Regions from separate parts of the Sus scrofa genome. Here region 1 is linked to region 2. A link is a contact called in public promoter capture Hi-C data. All regions are on one chromosome and are shown on one strand. The core of a region is the stretch at or near the end of the contact, and the rest is flanking DNA. Distances in the headings are between cores, read along the strand shown.

Region 1 (7,241 bases), core at 105-2,604, 330 kb after region 2:
TCAGGGCAGGGGTGCTGTCTATCCTGTTCCCACTGTCCCCTCATTGCCCAGCTCAGGGCCAGGCACACAGAAGGCGCTTGCTGAATAACAATGAAGCTGGTATTTGTCTGAACGCATGGAGTTCTACTCTCTTGAATTCCTATGCTAACCTCTAGTTTTCTTCTTCAGGGTTTAAAGAATGATGGAGAATATTTGCCTAACCTGAGCTTTCTCCTTCAGGAACGATCTTACCCTTGATGTGGCAGAGGGCATGGAGGCCCTGTTCAGGGAAAACCATCTCAGCATAAAGACCCTCCATCTGGGGAGGGAAGGGAGGTGGGAGGAGGGCCAGAATGACCTCTCAGGGTCCAGCTGGCTCTGCCAGTATGCAGAGGGTGGACTGAAATTCACCAAGCTGTGCTGGTGATGGCCAAGGTCACTGCAAGATGATGCATTAGCAACTTCGTTAATTGCATCATGTTTTTTTCCTCCCTGTGACACTGCTGGGCTTATGCCTCATCCCCAGCAGATGACCAATGGAGGAAAAGCAAATGGAATTCAAACCTTTTTGACAAGACTTAACTCCTGGAAGTGGTTACTCTGAGGAGCAGTGGGTTTCCTTCCTTGGACAATTTCAGGGCCCATCACTGTGCTTTATGCAAAGCACAACCTACTGAGGGAGATCTGTCCTCCCCTCCTTGCTTTGCGCCCCGAGAAAGTCCCCCCCCCCCCAGCTTCTCCTGGGCTTGGTTTTAGAAGTGATGGCTAATCCTCTCCCCTGCAAGCACTTCCTGGAAGGGCTTGGTATAGGATGTCTCCAGAGACAGTGGGGTGTTGAGAAGATCTCTTCAGGCTTTGCCCACTCCCCAGTTTCTGCATCTCAGGAGAACCTAAGCATTTCCTTTCCTTCAGAAGTTGTCAGAGTTAACTCCGAGTAGGCGTGGGTTCCTTGTAGTTACACCACCCTCTAATATTTAAAAGATCTGTGCTGGTTCTTAGGGCCTGCGAATCATGTATTTATTTTCCTTGGCTCTGGCTGGAAAGGACAGACATCGCTTTTTTTTTTTTTTCTTTCCCTGAAAGCTAGGTCCTCTGGGCTAAACACAACCGCCTCTCAGCTCTAGAAATGGCTGATTTTCATCATGCCCTTTACCGACCAAATTATTTCTTAAATTGCTCTCCCTCCTGCTGGGTGTTCAGGACACAGGAGCCAGTCTGGAGGGGCCCCTGGCTTTTCTTCCCCGCCCCGCGGAGGACTTGGAGGAAAGCCTCAGTTTCTCCTTTGGCCCGAAGGGGGCAGGCGGCAGGGGAGGGGATGCTCCGGCCGCGCTCTTGAACGTGACCCACCGCTAGACCGCTGGGGAGCAAACCACCGCGCCCCGCGGCTGAACGCCGCCCTCCGCTGGCGTCTGGGGCCACCGGGAGGCGCCGCAGGAATGAGGCACCGTGGACCGAGGCCTTTTCGGTGTTCGCCGCGCTCCTGCCCCACAAGGCTCCCGCGCTCGCGGAGGGGAGGCTCGGGGCACCCCCGGTCCCCCTCCCCTGCAGCCCAGCCCGGCTGCCGGGGCCCCTCTGGGAAGGGCTGGAGGCGACGCGAGGAGGGGGCCGGGGGAGGAGGGAGCGTTCCTGCAAATCACATGATTTTCCCGCTTATATAAATCACAGCTTGTTTTTCTCAACTGGCTGCAGACTTAAAGGTGCAGTGTCTTCTTTCTCTCCCAAGGGCAGGGGTGCTCCGGGGTGCTTCGGACGGCCCTCCAGCTGGCTGCAGGTGGCTTCACCAGTGAGAATGTTAGGGCTTAGGGTTTAGGGAGCCCCCCAACTCCACCCCATACTCGAGGATGTTTCCTTTTAGCCGGAGACCAGGGAAGGTCTTGGAAATATGACCACCAAATGAGCAGACAGAGCCAACCTGGGTTGGCGGTGTCCCTCAGACCTCTCTGGAGACCGGGTGCCCCAGAGAATGGCTGATGCCCTCCGGGGGACCCTGATCTGAGGGCTCAGGATGAGGTTGTCCTGTGGGAGATCTGTAGTGGCCAAAATCAGGCTTCCAAGGCTAATGCTTGTTATCCTGACCAGCTCTGGTTATTTGAGGCCAACATACGTGGGAAGAAAAAGGAAATCAACATCCGTGTTTTAAGCTCCTACTATCTAAGTATTGGGCACTGCAGGGAGAAATCAAGACCCAATAGACAATCTTCCCCTTCAAGTGGTTTATACTGTTTGGGGTGATGAGATACAGACTTGGGAGAGATTACAATAGCACTAGTGCGTTTCAAGCCTGTTCCAGGCTAAACAGAAGAGTTACAAGGCAGTACATAATTACTGCCTGATGAACAGTATGGGTAATGAGTCCTGCAGGCTTTGAAGGGAGGGCTGGCAGGCCTGGGCTGAGAGGTGGCAGGAGGGAGGAGGGGACAGCCTCCTGGGGGCCCTGGGAGCCACAGGTGGGGAGGAGAGCGGAGGAAAGGAGCTTGGTAGGGGGAGGGGTGTGTGCAGCCAGCAATTCTTTGCTAAACAGGAACTGAGAAATGGAGAATGAGGCGAAGACTGGCAGCCACGGGGCCAGATGCAGGCTGTCTAGAGAGAGGGCAGGGCTGAGGGCCAGTTTGATTTGATGAAGGCAGCCTGCCATCCAGTGAAGGTGCAGGGCAGGTACATGGAGTGATGTATCTGGCAGTTGTGTATATAGGTGGCTGGAGGTTTTTGCAGGGACCAGGCAGATAGAAGTTTCGTGGTGCTAGGATGTGAAGAGAACAAGTAGAAACGAAAAGTGAGAGATGAGAGATGCCGAAGAAAGAATTGAGATCATTGAGTGATTATATGTATATGGATAAGGGGAGATATAACCAAAAGTGATGGTGATTTTGAGCTTGGGAGGCCAGGAGGCGGGGCTTGTGAGTGATGAGGTGAAGAGGTTCTTTTAGAGATACTGTGTAAGGACAGCGGGATCCTAACTGGAGATTGTCCAGGGGGCTAGAAATTGGAACAGAGGATCTGCACGGAGGGAATAACGCAAGGGCTGAAAGAGACACCACAGATTTTTTTTTCTTAACTTAAAAAAATTTATTAAAGTACAGTGGATTTACAATGTTGTGCCAGTTTCTGCTGTACAGCAAAGCGACCCGGTCATACCTATATATACATTCCCTTTATCATCTCCCATCATGGTTTATCCTAAGAGACTGGATATAACTAACTCCCTGTGCTATACAGTAGGACCACATTGCTTATCCATTCTAAATGTAATAGTTTGCACCTACTAACCCCAGACTCCCAATCCATCCCACTCCCTCCTTTCTCCCCCTTGGCAACCCACCAGTCTGTTCTCCATGTCTGTGAGTCTGTTTCTGTTTTGCAGATAGGTTCGTTTGTGCCACATTTTAGATTCCACATGTAAGTGATATCATATGGTGTTTGTCTTTCTCTTTCTGACTTACTTCACTTAGTGTGAGAATCTCTAGTTTCACCCATGTTGCTGCAAATGGTGTTATTTCATCCTTTTTTATGGCTGAGTGGTATTCCACTGTGTATACGTACCACATCTTAATCTATTCATCTGTTGATGGACATTTAGGTTGCTTCCATACTTTGGCTATTGTGAATAGTGCTGCTATGAACATGTGTGTGCCTGTATGTTTTTGAACTATAGCTTTGTTGAGACATATGCCCAGGAGTGGGATTGTGGGGTCATATGGTAGTTCTATATTTAGTTTTCTGAGGAACTTCCATACTGTTTCCCATAGTGGTTGTACCAATTTACATTCCAACGAACAGTGTAGGAGGGCTCTTCCTTTTCTCCACATCCTCTCCAGCATTTGTCATTTGCAGACCTATTAATGATGGCCATTCTGACTGATGTGCGGTGGTACCTCATTGTAGTTTTGATTTGCATTTCTCTAATAATTAGTGATGTTGAACATTTTTTCATGTGCCTACTGGCCATCTGTATGTCTTCTTTGGAGAAATGTCTATTAGATCTTCTGCCCATTTTTTGATTAGGTTGTTTGTTTTTTGTTGTTGAGTTGTATAAGTTGGGTTTATATGTTTTAGAGATTAAGCCCTTGTTGGTTGCATCATTTGCAACTGATTTTCTTCCATTCTGTAGGTTGTAGTTTCATTTTAAAAAACTGGTTTCCTTTGCTGTGCAAAAGCTTTTAAGTTTGAATAGGTCTCATTTGTTTACTTTTGATTTTATTTCTGTTGCCTTGGGAGACTGACCTAAGAAAATATTGGTACGTTTATGTCAGAGAATGTTTTGCCTATGTTTTCTTCTAGGAATTTTATGGTGTCTTGTCTTATGCTTAAGTCTTTAAGCTGTTTTGAGTTTATTTTTGTGTATGCTGAGTTCTAGTTTCATTGATTTACATGCAGCTGTCAGGTTTTCCCAGCATCAATTGCTGAAAATACTGTCTTTTTCCCATTTTGTATTCTTGCCTCCTTCGTCAAAGATTAATTGACCATGGGTGTCTGGGTTTTTTCTGGGCTCTCTATTCTGTTCCATTGATCTGAATGTCCGTTTTTGTGTGAGTACCACACTGTCTTGATTACTGTAGCTTTGTAATATTGTCGGAAGTCTGGCAGAGTTGGGCCTCTTGTTTTTTTTTTTTTTTTTTTTTTTTTTTTTCTTCAGGATTGTTTTAGCAATTCTGGGTCTTTTATGGTAGAGACACCACAGATTTTCTTTTGGCTGCACCCTCGTCATGCTGAAGTTCTCCGGCCAGGGATTGACTCCGTACCACAGCAATAACCAGAGCCTCAGTGGTGACAATGCCAGGTCCTCAACTCACTGAGCCACCAGGGAACTCCAAGACAACACAGATTTTTAAAGGGAGATAACAGAAAGGGAGAGAGAGACCTAGAGCCTGGGAACACCCACATTTAGGGGGAGGAGGCAGTGGTGAGGCTGTGAAGGGAAAGAGCAGCCTGGGTGAGTAGTGTCTCTGCCTGACCTTGGCTAAGCTGTTTATTCTCTCTGATCTGTAAAACGGGAGAAGCGCACCTGTATCATACTCTGTGCAGATTAAAGGGAACACAGGAAGCATCTTGCACACTGCACAGTATTTGGCACATAGCGTGTGCTTCATTCAGGGGTCCTCCTTCTCCATGTACCTTCCCAGCTCACGACCCCCTCCCATTTCATTTAAGTGACAGGCACTCAATCAGAGTTCTTCCCTTGAATGGCAGCTGAGCTGTTACTGTTTCTCTTCTTACCCCCACTCCCTCCTCTTCATCCTCTTCTTCTCCCTCTAGAAGAAACAGTCTTGGTACATGACTAATTATTTGAACCGGATATATCCTGCCTGATAAAGGAAGGAAATAATAAATTTATTTCATAAGGGCCTCTTAGCTGAAGATGGCTATTATTTCGTTTGATCCTTCCAGCGGCCTTGCACAGTTGGGGAGGCCAGGCATTATCGGGCCATTCCCCCTCCTCCCCCCCCCCCCGCCCAATGGCTGAAGAAAGTTTGTAAAAAGTTGGATTATTATGTTCGAGATCCATACAGTCTGGTGGCTCCCTCTGGTTCAAAGATTTCCAAACTTTTATTTTTCGCCCTTTATTTTTGGAAATAAACTTTACCAGGGAGTCAAAACAGATACAGGCAACAGAGCTCAGGTCTCAGGGGAATGAGTCTCCATTGCTGAGCTGTAGGAACTGCTGACCCCCTGGGCAGGCTGGGCTTCTGGGATAGTCTGGCACCCAGAGCCTCTGTCTCTGAACCCAGCTTCTTTCCCCTCCTTTTCAGCCACAAACTTTCTGACTTCTAAGCCCTGACTAGAGCCCGCATGGTCTTTGCAGACCCCTGGGTGTGCCCATTGTGCAGGCCAAGGGTCATCTTAGTGAGTATGCTGCCTAGAGTGTGGACCAGCGCTGCTCCAGGGGAGAAAGCGGGGGGCAAGGGGTGTCTCTGCTCAGACTCGATGACCAGCAATGCCTGGTGTCACGGGGTCCAGGAACTACCCTGCTGTGGGTAGCAGCAGCCTGCTCTGCTGATGTGCTTTGGGTCCTTATTTCCTTGTCGAATGTGTTTCTTGAAAAACAAATCCTCTGAGGTCAGAAAACAGTTAATGGTTTTCAGAAGGTGATTTGAAATCAAACATATAGTGTAACATGCTCTGCAGATACTTATATAAAGCTGCGAAAGAGCCACAAATAATGTACCCTAACTGCAGTACTATTCATCATCCTATTCAAAGCAGCCATCTTTCGGATTCTTTTCTTTGAGTGATAGCACTTCCCCAAAGAGACAAGCATTAAAAAAAAAAAAAAAAAAAAAAAAAAAGAATGATTAAAAGAAATTCCTGGAGTTCCTGTCATGGTTCAGCAGTTAGCAAACCCAGCTAGCAGCCATAAGGATTCAGGTTCGATCCCTAGCGTTGCTTGGTGGGTTAAGGATCTGGTGTTGTGGTGAGCTGTGGTGAAGGTTGCAGAGGAGGCTTGGATCCAGTGTTGCTGTGGTGTAGACTGGCGGCTGTAGCTCCAATTCAACCCCTAGCCTGGGAGCCTCCATATGCTGTGTGTGCAGCCCTGAAAAAGACAAAAAAATAAATAAAAAAAAAAATAAAAAAAAAAAAAAAAATAAAAGGAATTTTATGTGATTTTTTTTTTGTTTTTTTTTTTGTTTTGTTGCTTTTTAGGGCTACACCCATGACAAATGGAAATTCCCAGGCTAGGGGTCAAATTGGACCTACAGCTCCCGGCCTACACCACAGCCACAGTAATGCAGGATCTGAGTCGCCTCTGTGACCTACACTACAGCTCACAGCAATGCTGCCCCCTTAACCCACTGAACAGGTCCAGGGATGGAACCTGCATCCTCATGGATCCCAGTTGGGTTCCTTAACCACTGAGCCACAAAGGGAACCCCCAATTTCATGTAAGTTTTGCTTTTAAAATAAAATTAGGGTAAACTAGCCTCCTAATCCTGTAACTGTTAATTTTTTCACCAATTTATCTATTTATTTGCATTAGAAAGGTAATATATACTAATGTTAAAAACAGAAATGCAGGAGTTCCTGCTGTGGCTGCTGTGGCTCCGTGGGATTGGCAGGAACTCTGGGATGCAGGTATGATCCCTGGCCTGGTGCAGTGGGTTAAGGATCCAGCGTTGCGGCGTAGAGCTTGCCGCATAGGTGGCTCAGATTGGATCCCTGGCCGGGGGAATTCCAAATGCCTCAGGGCAGCCAAAGAAGGAAAAAAAACCAAACCAAACCAAAACAGAAATGCAAATCATTCTGAAGGTTGTAAAATGAATAGTTGA
Region 2 (6,201 bases), core at 593-3,092:
CCATCCCCCCTCTATAGTGCATCTCCATCCATTCCTTGCCAAGGGCTCAGTTCTCTTATCCCAAGATCTTTTACTGTAATCACCCTTCTAATCCCCAATTTAGAGCATACCCCTACCTGTCTTCTCTGCTCTTACCTCAAAGCTTCTGAGATGAGTGGAGAAAACCACACAACCCAAACATCAGGGCAATTAAGAACAAAGAGCCACAGAGCTTAACTGGATCCTCCGATCTGGTATAATGTTCCTTCTGTGTATACCTGCTGTTTCCTCCCCACCCCTCAGAGCAACTGGTCTAAACCCTCACTCCTCAAGATCCCTTCTCACACACTTCTCTTAGGCAACAATTCTCTTCTTTACAGGAGAAATGAAGATGATTGAGCATAAGATTCCTCATCCCCCCGCTACACACACACCTACACACTTACCTCTGTCTGCACAGATCCTTTCCTTTCTCCCTTCTGACAAGTGATAAATCTCCCTTTCCTGGACTAAATCAAGTCCCTTCTAGATCCTTCATTTTTGAGATACTTACACATATATATTCACCAATATATAAAACAACTAAAAGTGATGCCGACTTGGGCAGTTTGCATCTTCTTTGTTAACTTCTGTATCAACGATTTCTCCCTACCCCTTGGTAAGGTCTCCCTTAAAAGTGTGTTTTACAGCATGTTTCTCTATAAGCCACTCACTACCCACCTTGTTTTCTCACAACCCAACTTCCTAAAAAAGTCCCAAGCGCCTCCTCCCCACTTCTTTATCTCCCATTCATCCCTCAGCCCGCCTTGATCTGGCTCTGGCTCTACTGAAAATGTGTTCCAAAGGTCACTAGTTGCCAAAGACACTGGGCAGTTCTCCATCCTCGTCTTGCCTCACCTCTCCATGACATCTGACACTGCTCTCCATTCCTTCCTCTCTTGAAACTCAACTTCCTTAGCTTTTGTGACCCTGCTCTCCTGGCCCTTTTACTTCTCTGGCCACCCCTTTGCAGTCTTCTCCCTGGTTTATACCAGGGTTCAGCTCTTGGTCTCTCCTTGCTCTCCCTTGGGAGTTGTCATCCACACAGATTCGTGGACAATAATTAAGTCTGTATCTCCAGCCTAGACCATTCTGCTGAACACTAGGCCCATATGTCCAGCTGCCCTCAGGCACCTCAAACACATTCCAAATTGAACTAATGTTTTCACTAAAACTGCTCCTTTTCTTCACTGCCATCATTCTTCGCCTTTGCCAAAAGTCAGATTTCTTCTCAACATCTCCCTTTCCTGCAAATCCCAATCCACTAGGAATTTTCCAAATTGACATCAAACTATATACCTTTATATGCCATCCCCTTTTTCCCAACCCAATAGCCATTGTTTGTTTTATTTATTTAATGATTTTTATTTTTTCCATTATAGTTGGATCACAGTGTTGTGTCAATTTTCTACTGTACAGCAAAGTGACCCAGTTACACATACATATATACATTCGTTTTCTCACATTTTCCTCCATCATGCTCCATCATAAATGACTAGATATAGTTCCCAGTGCTATATAGCAAGATCTCATTGCTTATCCATTGCAAAGGCAATAGTTTGCATCCCAATAGCCACTGTTTTAGTTCCTCATCTGGTGCCTACACTGTTGCAATACTCTGGTCACCCTCCAGAGCGATGCTTGAGTGGTCCTTCTAAAAGCACAAAAACCACTTAGGGGATTCTCTTCGTAAAGTAATCCTTTCGGGTTAGCCTCAGGCGGTAGGTTATTCCCAGAAACTGGGCAAAACCGGAAGGCGGCGACTTTGCAGCAAAGAAGCCCTCGACTGGGCGGTTAATCAGGCTGGCCCAGACGGCATCCCCATCGCCTGGGTGACCGGCCTGGGCCTCCGCACTGCTAACAGCGATCAGGGTACCAGGTTTCCGCGCGCCTTCCCCGGCGCCAGGTGAGCCCACCTTCTGCGCAGGCGGGCGGGCGCCAGGAGGGCGGAGTCGGCCCGCCCCGCCCGGCTCGCGCGCCTGCGGGCCAGCCTCCGGTCACATGACAGAGGCGCAGGTGAGCGCCGCTTCCGGGGTCGGGCGCTCGCATCGCGACCGGCTCCGGCTTTCACTCGGTAGAGTGCGCCGGAGACTATGGCGTCCTCTTCAGTCCCGCCGGCCACTATACCGGCGGCGACAGCGGCCCCCGGCACGGGCTTTGGCTTCGCCTCCAAAACCAAGAAGAAACATTTCGTGCAGCAGAAGGTGAAGGTGTTCCGGGCGGCCGACCCGCTGGTGGGCGTGTTCCTGTGGGGTGTAGCCCACTCGGTGAGACTCGGCCCTGGCCCCACCGCTGCCCAGTCCGAACCCCTTAGCTCCTGCTCCTCCGGGCGTACCTGTTTCCTGGCTCCCGCCTCCGGAGCCCCTCGCGCTGCACGTTTTCCTCGGGCTGTTCTGGTCCTTGCCCACCTACCCTGAGGTGTTCTCCCAGCGTACCATTTCGCTCTAGACTTTTTTTTTTTCTTTTCCTGAACGTAGACTTTTGTCTCTCCCTGCGCCCTTTACTCCTCCGTTGAGGTTCTATCTTCCCCACCTGAAATCCAGCTCCCTGCCTTTTTCCTGCCAGTTACAGCCTCAGCCCCAGGTCAGGGCGACCGGCCTGGACCCGGCTGCATCCGGAAGGACTTTAGGGGGAGTAGCTCTTCTGGGTTGGTGGTGGTGAGGACGCCGGTGAGAGTGTGAATATAGAAGGGGAGCGGGGAGGGGAGCTGGTCGTGAGGGAGCTGGTCGTCACTCTCCTTTGCACCTTGCTTTCTGGGTCGCTGTCCTGGACTTTGGAACTTTGGCTTTGAGGAGAAGCCCCAGGCTTCCTGGACGTTCTAATCCTGCATGTCCCATACCTTCCCTTACAGAGGTACAGGCATTTCAGAAAAGCTACTGCCCTGAACCCAGGGGTGGCATTGACTGGGGACTTAATATATATTTGCTTTTAAGGCTTTGGTCTTAAAGGCAATCCATTGCGGGCTGGAGTAATGGTATTTGGTGTAAGTGGGGGTCATCTTTGACCAAAGAGATGGCTCAGGAGCTCTGGTCCTGGGGATACTATGGTGGTAAAACTTTAGAAGCAGGAAACTGCTGTAGATGGTATGGCCTGGGAATCAGGAGGAGGCCCAAGAGGCCAGTGCATCTTCTTTCCTGACTATACCTCAGGTGAGGCAAGCACAGCTACTGCCCCCCCCCCTTCCCCCAGATCTAGAGTTCAAGAGATGCGGTGACTTTGAATGTGACAGGCGATATTTTAAAAATTCAACTTCATTGAAATGTCATAGTCATGGAGGTGGAAGAGGATGAGGAAGAATACAGTTTTTGTCCCGTTCTTAATTTGTGGTTTAGAAAGCCATTTGGGGTCTGCCAGCTCCCTTTTGGATTTGTGGCTCTGTGGACTGCTCCCAGCTCTCCAGGTGGTAATGTCTTATCAGGGAAGATTCAGCCTAAGATTCTTGGTAAGGGCAAGGCTGATGGAAGCAGGGCTGCCTCTCTTCCATACCTTTCAGGTGACTCATCCATCCATCCCTTTAGGAAGCTTAAGAGGAGGATTTTCTTTCCTTTGGTAAGAATTGGGGAATTATGGATAAGACCTGCCTCATCTTCCCTAGGTATATATACTTTAGCCCCAACACCCCACCCTCCAGCCAGCACACATTTCCTTGAACATATGTCTTAGTGATGATTCAGCCTGCTTAACAGCAGGTGGCGAGGAGGGGGCATGAAGAACTGTAGCTGAATTTCATGCTGGGAATCTCTAGTGGCATTTTCTTTTCTTTTTTTTTTTTTTTTTTTCCTGGAGGAAAATGTTCTGTCCTCCTTTTCTGCTGAAAATGAGAGGAGCTGGATTTCACTGCAGTGTATGGGATTGAGGCTAGACCACATTTCATAACCTCTGTCGAATGATCAACTAGAGATAAAAATAAGTAACAACAACAACAAAAGCAGCCCCCCCCAAACAAAAACAAAAACAAAAAATGATCAAGTAAGGACAGGCAAGGAATCAATTTATTCAGTTACTAAACACTTCAGGACCGCTCTGTGCCAAACATGGTGCTAGCTAGGCACCTGAGAGATGCAGACCACCAGAAATGGTCCTTGCCTTGGAAGGGCTCACAGCCCAGGTGGGGAACTTATGTAAACTAGTGGTTAGCGTCATGTGATAAGTGGACTGTTAAGGGTGCAAGAAAGATGCTGCAGCAACACTGGGGAGAAAGCACATCTCTGGATTTCTCAGTGCAGGAACTCCCTTTCCACCCTGAATTAGCAGACTGCTGATTCTGGGGGCTGAGGAGAGCATGTGATGTTCGCATCCTTTGGGCTGTGGGTTGTCTTGACTTTAGTGAACAGACACGTAATGAGCTCATATCCTCCACCGGCCTGCATTCCCTCTGAAATTAGCTGCTTTTTTTCTTTTCTTTTTTTTTAAACTTACACTTAGGCAGGCGAGGACCCACTGCAGAAAACTGGGTCAGAGTGCTCTGGAAGGACTGCTCCTGTTTGTAAGAGATGCCTCCTTCAGGATATGGACCTCTCATTCTTGCCGCTGTTGACCCCTCAGAGTCCCATCAGCTCTCTTTGTACTTTGAAAACACCTTTTGTTTTGTTTCCAGTGGAGCATGGAACTGTTTGCCTTGAATGTCTTGAGTCTGCTGAGGGTATTTTTTTCTCTAGAATTTCTCACAGCTTTAAAAATAGTGCTGAGCTTACAGAGTTTGACTAATATAAAAGGATTGTTGTGAGCATGAAGTTCCATGGGGGCAGGAGTGTGAGGGACCGTGTGCGAGGGTTGCTAACTGCAGGCCTCGTTGGACTGCAGAAGAGATCAAACACAAACTCTCACCTCCATCAAACATATGCATAACCAGCGTTTTTAAAGGAATGAGGTTTGAGTTGTCCTTTTCTGACTCTTGCTCAGATGCAGTGTATAAGTAGCTCTCCAAACCCCTCTCACTGCCTTCTTGTTCTTGTTTTGGCTTCTCAGATCAATGAGCTCAGTCAGGTGCCTCCCCCGGTGATGCTGCTGCCAGATGACTTTAAGGCCAGCTCTAAGATCAAGGTCAACAATCACCTTTTCCACAGGTATGTGGGAATCCCTGCCCTTTTCATGTCAACCTTCCTAGAAGAAAGAAGAAATAATTGTAACAGTTAAGATTGAAAGAGTTGAAGTTTTTAGATAAAGAAGGCAACTTGCAGGCTGTATGGTCTAACCTTCTTCCCAATGCAGAAATTCAGTATTTTGCAAAGAAACCACTAAAATAATTTCCAGTGTTCCTTTTGCCCTATCTATACTTCCTAGTTTATCTCTCCTCTAGCCTGGCAATTCTATAGAGTAAATACTTTGAGATGCCATTGCCATTAACTTCTGAGAAGGACTCCCTGAAAGAAATACCTAAGTCCTCTAAGCCCTCCTTATCAGAAGATGCCGTTCAATACAGTGGAAGCTTGGAGTTCCCCTTGTGGCTCAGTGGGTTAAGAATCCAACTAGTATCCATGAGGATGTAGGTTTGATCCCTGGCCTTGCTCAGTGGGTTAAGGATCTCGCATCGCCACAGGGTGCAGTGTAGGTCATAGATGTGGCTCAGATCCTTTGTTGCTGTGGCTGTGGTGTAGGCTGGCAGCCGCAGCCCCAATTTGACCCCTAGCCTGGGAACTTCCATATGCTGGCCCTAAAAAAACAAACAAAAAACCACAGTGGAAGCTGTTGCTGGTATGGATTTGTGGCTCTGTCGGCTGCTCCCCACAGGATGTCTCTGACTTGCTTGGGTTTTGGGAAATGCTGCTGTTTGGATAGGCAGTAGATCCTGGTTCCACTTAAGTCATGCAGCTTAAGCAGGTCACTCAGCCACCCTGAGCCAGTCTTCTCTTCTATAAAATGGGAGTAATATATCTTTAAAGGACCTTACAAGGGTTTTATGAAACTCAAATAAGGTAATATGTGTGAAGGTGCTTTATAAACTGTCAAGCTGTTTATATATGTAAGGTATTATTGTTACTTTGTTTTCTTATCTTGAAAACCCTTATTGCAGGGAAAATCTGCCCAGTCATTTCAAGTTCAAGGAGTATTGTCCACAGGTCTTCAGAAACCTCCGTGATCGATTTGGTATTGATGACCAGGATTACTTGGTGAGAGTCCACTATTGGGCGAGGATAGTTCTTTCTCCCTCATAACTGCAGAATCCTTGAAACAGCCATGTGT

Evidence for each region. Promoter capture Hi-C pulls out the DNA fragments that hold promoters and counts their contacts.
Region 1: a contact with region 2 is called in a promoter capture Hi-C map of fetal liver, with 2.8 times the contacts expected there. The contact joins the enhancer-like site here to the promoter of PIP4K2C in region 2. A contact is called at or near these places in 1 of 5 promoter capture datasets (fetal liver) and 7 of 47 Hi-C or Micro-C datasets (embryonic fibroblasts, epiblast stem cells, fetal skeletal muscle and 4 more).

Annotation. Positions count from the first base shown.
Region 1 is chr5:23,183,272-23,190,512 of Sscrofa11.1, forward strand. The region is part of intron 1 of ATP23 (mitochondrial inner membrane protease ATP23 homolog); the gene reads left to right. Among named protein-coding and RNA genes, the nearest start is that of ATP23, 10 kb to the left of the region's middle. Within about 2 kb of position 1,355, at least 64 of the 83 cell types and tissues checked have an H3K27ac peak or open chromatin away from gene starts, as enhancers often do. A contact at or near this core is called in epiblast stem cells, fetal liver, fetal skeletal muscle and 4 more, where this site is marked.
Region 2 is chr5:22,852,300-22,858,500 of Sscrofa11.1, forward strand. PIP4K2C (phosphatidylinositol 5-phosphate 4-kinase type-2 gamma) reads left to right here and starts at 1,843. Exons shown (of 11, transcript XM_021091878.1): 1 at 1,843-2,285; 2 at 4,987-5,084; 3 at 6,032-6,128. The coding sequence starts at 2,112.